Linked DNA regions of Zea mays: region 1 is linked to region 2. A link is a contact called in public Hi-C data. All regions are on one chromosome and are shown on one strand. The core of a region is the stretch at or near the end of the contact, and the rest is flanking DNA. Distances in the headings are between cores, read along the strand shown. Region 1 has its middle 7.7 kb from the start of LOC103641620. Region 2 holds the start of LOC100285169.

Evidence for each region. Hi-C and Micro-C count contacts between places; a contact is called where the count stands out from the background.
Region 1: a Hi-C map of ear shows a contact between it and region 2, with 1.9 times the contacts expected there. The contact joins the enhancer-like site here to the promoter of LOC100285169 in region 2. A contact is called at or near these places in 3 of 25 Hi-C or Micro-C datasets (ear, endosperm and tassel).

Annotation. Positions count from the first base shown.
Region 1 is chr10:116,876,754-116,879,453 of Zm-B73-REFERENCE-NAM-5.0, reverse strand. No RefSeq gene overlaps it. Among protein-coding and RNA genes, the nearest start is that of LOC103641620, 7.7 kb to the left of the region's middle. Within about 2 kb of position 1,268, at least 20 of the 20 cell types and tissues checked have an H3K27ac peak or open chromatin away from gene starts, as enhancers often do. A contact at or near this core is called in ear, endosperm and tassel, where this site is marked.
Region 2 is chr10:116,756,770-116,759,469 of Zm-B73-REFERENCE-NAM-5.0, reverse strand. It overlaps LOC100285169, which reads left to right and starts at 1,318. Exons shown (of 7, transcript NM_001372181.1): 1 at 1,318-1,573; 2 at 1,927-1,935; 3 at 2,117-2,700. The coding sequence starts at 1,390.

The DNA of each region.
Region 1 (2,700 bases), core at 19-2,518, 120 kb before region 2:
CAATTTATAATTTGTTTGACTTTATGTGCCAAATTTGACCGTCTCGTTATGGAAAAATAAAAAATTTAAAGCCGTATCTAAAGTATTATATACTAAACGATATCACAGTAAAAGTTAATAATAATTATGATTTTTAGTAAGACAAACATGTCAAACTTAAGGTAAAAAAGTTAAACGAATTATAAATTAAAATGGAGGAAATATGGTTTTTTAAATAGTCCCTTGGGTATTTTATTACCGCGAGGAGATAATTGGTCACGAGGTAAAGACACATTTGTAAGGCTCATCCCACCTACTTGCTTATGTGAAGATTCTACCTTGCCACTTTGATAGTTTCTGTGAGGTGCGTTTGGATTTCTTTATTTTTAAGAAATTGGAATTGTATTTAATAGTAGGTTATTTGGTTTGAAATTTGACTTTCCACCACTTTCTAAAGTTTAGATATAAGTCTATTCTAAATTCGTAGGACTAGTGGATGGAAATTGATTTTATATATCACTAGTCCATAATTCTATTTTGTAACTTATAACATGCTCTCTGGCTCGTCCTCTATAGTAGAAATATAATACATAAATATCTATCTACATAAATATATCTCTCGTTATGACCAGCAATAGTATATAAATATATTTTATATAAAACTATATTAGATCTATGCTTAAATTATGATTATTAAAATAGAATTCAATTCCAAGCATCGAATCTGTGCCTAAAGTTTTATTTATCAGCAGCTGGACATCGATTCTTCTATAATGCCTGATGGTGATGGATAAACCGAGGTAGGTTATGATGAAGCTTGTCAGCGCTAGAAATAGGCCAGCAAGAATGCCTTTTTAAACGGTGGTACAACTGATGGCTACAACGCTTGTTAAAAGAAATGGTTGTATCACCTTTGTTTTTGCAAAAAATTGTTGAAGTGTATCTCGTCATATGGGCACTTTAGATGCATTCTTTAGGAGCACTTATACCTTACGCTCAGTAGCAAGGTGGCTACTTCCATGTAGCGGAGAATTTCATTCTTTAATCTATGTACTATGTTGTTAATGTTTGAATACATATGAACTTTATAAAAAAAAACCCGACAAAAGTGAACCGATCGTGGTGGCAGCCAAGAGGGGGAAAAACACAGTGGAACCGGTCGAAGTTACATAGGCCCACTACGGGGTCCATGTAGAAACCTACAACAAACCAAGCCCAATCTCTCTAGAAAAGGCCTGCTAAGATGAAGCCCCATTCCATATCTCCACAGGTCTACAAATACACGCACATTTCTGCATCCTCTCCTCGCGTCCCTCTTCCCAACCCTAACCTTCTCTCCCCCACTCCGCCGCCGCATTGAGCACGGGGTCGCAAACCTCGCCTCCGGTCCTCCGCACACAGGGCAGCGACTCTGCGTGCGCACCTCCCGCCTCCGGTGGGCCGTCGCGCCGCACCCCGGCGGCTGCACTGCTCGCCGTGGGCGGGTAGCGGGAGCCAGCAGCCGCTGCTGCTCCACCTAGGCGGCCGCGCCGCTATGTTAGCGCTTGTGCCCCAAGCGAAGCGTTACCCATCCGCTTAGCGCGTGCGTCTAGTGCCGCATTTTGGAACCCGGAGCGATAGTACATGCAGTATTTCAATCTTGGTTTCTTGGTCACTGACCGTAACACTTTGCTTTGTATGCATGGCCCTTAAGATCGCCTCCCTTTTGCTATGTGGGAGCGTGTCGAGTCATAGCCATGCAAAATTAACGACGAGGTCCCAGAGAGTTTTTCTCTGGAACTTCCTCCCTTCCTGTTGCAGTTCTAGGTGTCTTCATCCGGGGCATCGAGTTCCCTGTAGTGTATGACCATTATGTGGCAGCTGTTTTCTGCAGCGCTTCTGTGAGCTCATCACTCGTGCGACTCTTTGCCAAATCAAATGGAGATGTCTAAGCTTTGGAAGGGAACATGTTTTAAAAAAAAAGAATTTGTGAATTGTTTCCTCGGATAGTTCTACCATAATTTCGAATTTCCATTAGTTCAGTCAAACTGCAGTACACAGTTTTACCATTAGTCTTAATTCTACTGATTGTCAATTTTCTTTTCAACTTTGACCTTTAAGATGTCTTGCTTCCAGTGGATCAATGTTCACTAATTCTGGTTTCTGTTAAGATTGCAACCTAATTCTGGGTTGCAGCACTATAAGGCTATGACTACTGCAATTTTAGAATAGGAGGTGGGGATGAGGAAGCTAATGGAGATAAACTTAGGTCCTGTTCTGTTTTCACGGATTGGGGATTGGAGCTTAGGAATGATTCTAGCCGGATTATTTTTCTAATTTATATAAATTAAATTTTCATGAGCTGGAACGCCCGGTTCGGGCCGTGTTCATGAACTTGTAGTCTCTGCTATGATGTCAAAAGGTCTACCGTTTTGTTTTCGCTCAGGTTCTGTTCAGGTCCTTTGAATTAAAATCTATTGTATGATCATAATTTAGGAATATCGATCAATTAAGATAATATGGTAGGATGGCGTATATATTTGTATATTGTTGTTGGCAGAGATAAAACTGCATCTGAGTAGCGAGCTAAAGAGCATACTGTAAGTTGCAAATTAGAAAGAAATGTAATACAGTGATGTATATAATTAGTTTTTATCCTCTATTATATAAAAATTTAAGATATATTTATATCAGAATTTTTAAAATCATGGGATGTAAAAAAATTAAGCTTGATATTCAGTG
Region 2 (2,700 bases), core at 69-2,568:
CCTTTTAAGCGGTCCGTTTATTCTAATATCCCTAAAACCTAAACCGCCGCCAGCCCACATAGCCCCGACTCAGCCCAACCTAAACCGCCGCCAGCCCACATAGCCAACCTAAACCTAAAGCACGTCCCTCCTCCTGCTCGCTCCTCCTGCCCGATCCGCCGCCTTCCCCCAGCCTGCCCACCGACACTCCTTCTTCCGTGCTGCTGCTCCTCCACCAGATCTGGCAATGGCAGCCCCCGACACACCTTCTTCGCGCGCGCCCAAGATCGGCAGGCAGGCGGCATCGATCTCCCGTGTTGCCTGCTCCGCCCGCGCGCCCCGGATCTGGCGAGCGGCATGACGGCGGGTCCCTCAACAGCGACGACGCCATGGCTGCGGCGTCCTCAACGGCAGCATCTCTACACGGCGACGACGCCATGGCTGCGGCGCCCTCAACGGCGACAAAGCAGCCGCTGCTGGACAGGGCCGAGGTTCGGGTAGGCGCCGGGTTCGTCGTCGCTGGCGGCGGCCGGTGTCCTCGCCGCGTTCTACACCTTGCTGCTCGTCCTTTCCCTAGTCAACAGAGGCGGCGGAGAGGGCGAGGCCCTGGAGGCGGTGTTCCTGGCGCTGCACTGTGCGGCGCACCTGGCCGCCGCGGCCGTCGTCGCGCACGAGAAGCGGGCTCGGGCCGGCACGGGCCACTAAATGGGCCATGCTATTTGGGCCGGCCCGGCACGGTCGGGCCTACACCGTGCCGTGCTCGGGAAGGGTTATGGGCCCGTCGGGCGGCACGGCACGACACGATTAAGTGGTCGGGCTTAACCGTGCCGGGCTCAAACGGGCCGGGCCAAGTCGGGCTCGGGCTGGGCCGGGCCGTGCCGCTCGTTTGGACATATATAGGGCCCGTTTGGATTGATGCCTAACTTGCCCCACTTTGCCTAACTTTTCTGCCTAAAGTTAGTTATTCAATTCGAGCGACCTTAGGCAAAGTGAGGCACAGTTAGCCACAAACCAAACATGCCCGATACGCCATAGATACGCCAGTGCGTAGCGCACCCGTTTCCTTACCATTGTACTAGACAGTCCTCACGCCAAACCGCAGGTACAGGCATTTCCCTAGTAAAGTACTAGTAAGATATGGTCCGGTCTATTGATATGATTATCCATAGAGGGAAGCGAGCGGCGAGCGTTACTGGTGCGTGGTGGCCCAAAGCTCTCCACTTCCGGCGCCCAAAAAGACAGCTAGATAGCTGATCGCACACACCTCGCACGCGCGAGACGCCCCCGGCCATCGTCGACGCAGTATAAATAGAACCTCCTCTCCTCTGCTTCCGGGCATCCTCCCTCCATCAGTTCTCGTCCTGTTCTTTGCTACGTACGGCTCTGTGCCTAGCTAGCAATAGCATAGCAATGAGGGCGCTTGGAACGGTTGCTTGGGCATGGCTGCTGCTCCTGCAGCAGCTCGCCGGGGCCTCTCATGTCGTCTACGAGAACCTTGAGGTGGAGGCGACGACAGCCGCCGTGCGGCCCTCCATTGTCGACCCCCTGCTGAGGACCGGGTACCATTTCCAGCCTCGCAAGAACTGGATCAATGGTAACTAAAACCTACTCGCTTGCTGACTTGGCCCACATCCAAAATTTTGAGCTGTCTCCCACTTTCTAGCAGTGCCATGGTAGCCTTTGTTAACTGAGGGAGTCGTCAAGTTGAGAACATGTCATGTCCAGTTACCAGTGTTTAGATCCGTAGCAAAATGGCCACTTTGTAGCTAAGTTGGTAGCCCTACTTTTTTTTGTTGGCTTTCCTTGTAGTTCTAGGCTTTATGCATGATACATTAGTAGGTATTGTCAAGGATTGGCTCTAACTGGCTTGTCTATTGACATCTTCCCTGGGCTGCTCTGCGCTGTGACCTGTGTGATTGCATCGGCCGCGAAACTTTGCAACGTCAGATCCCAACGGTACGTCGTTTTCCTTGCCAATAAATTTACATACTACTAGCTTTTTTATCGAATATTTGTCGTCCAATAGTTTATTTTTAACTAAACCGTGATAAATAAAAAATAACTGAGAACGGAGGGAGTGTATTTCTGTAAGAAAAAAAATTCTGATCATCTGTGGTCTATGCATATATATATACAGCTCCACTGTACTACAAGGGGTGGTACCATCTCTTCTACCAATACAACCCGAAGGGCGCGGTGTGGGGCAACATCGTGTGGGGCCACTCGGTGTCGCGAGACCTGATCAACTGGGTGGCCCTGCAACCGGCGATCGAGCCGAGCATCCCGTCCGACAGGTACGGGTGCTGGTCGGGGTCGGCGACGACGCTGGCCGACGGCACGCCGGCGATCATGTACACGGGCGTGAACCGGCCGGACGTGAACTACCAGGTGCAGAACGTGGCGTACCCGCGGAACAGGTCGGACCCGCTGCTGCGGGAGTGGGTGAAGCCGTCGCACAACCCCATCATCGTGCCCGGGGGCGGCATCAACGCGACGCAGTTCCGGGACCCGACCACGGCCTGGCGCGCCGCGGGAGACGGCCTCTGGCGCCTGCTCATCGGCAGCGTCACCGAGGCGCGCCACGGCGTGGCGTACGTGTACCGGAGCCGCGACTTCAGGCGCTGGACGCGGGCGCGGCGGCCGCTCCACTCGGCGGCCACGGGGATGTGGGAGTGCCCCGACTTCTACCCGGTCGGCGCGCCCGGCCGGCGCGCGGGCGTC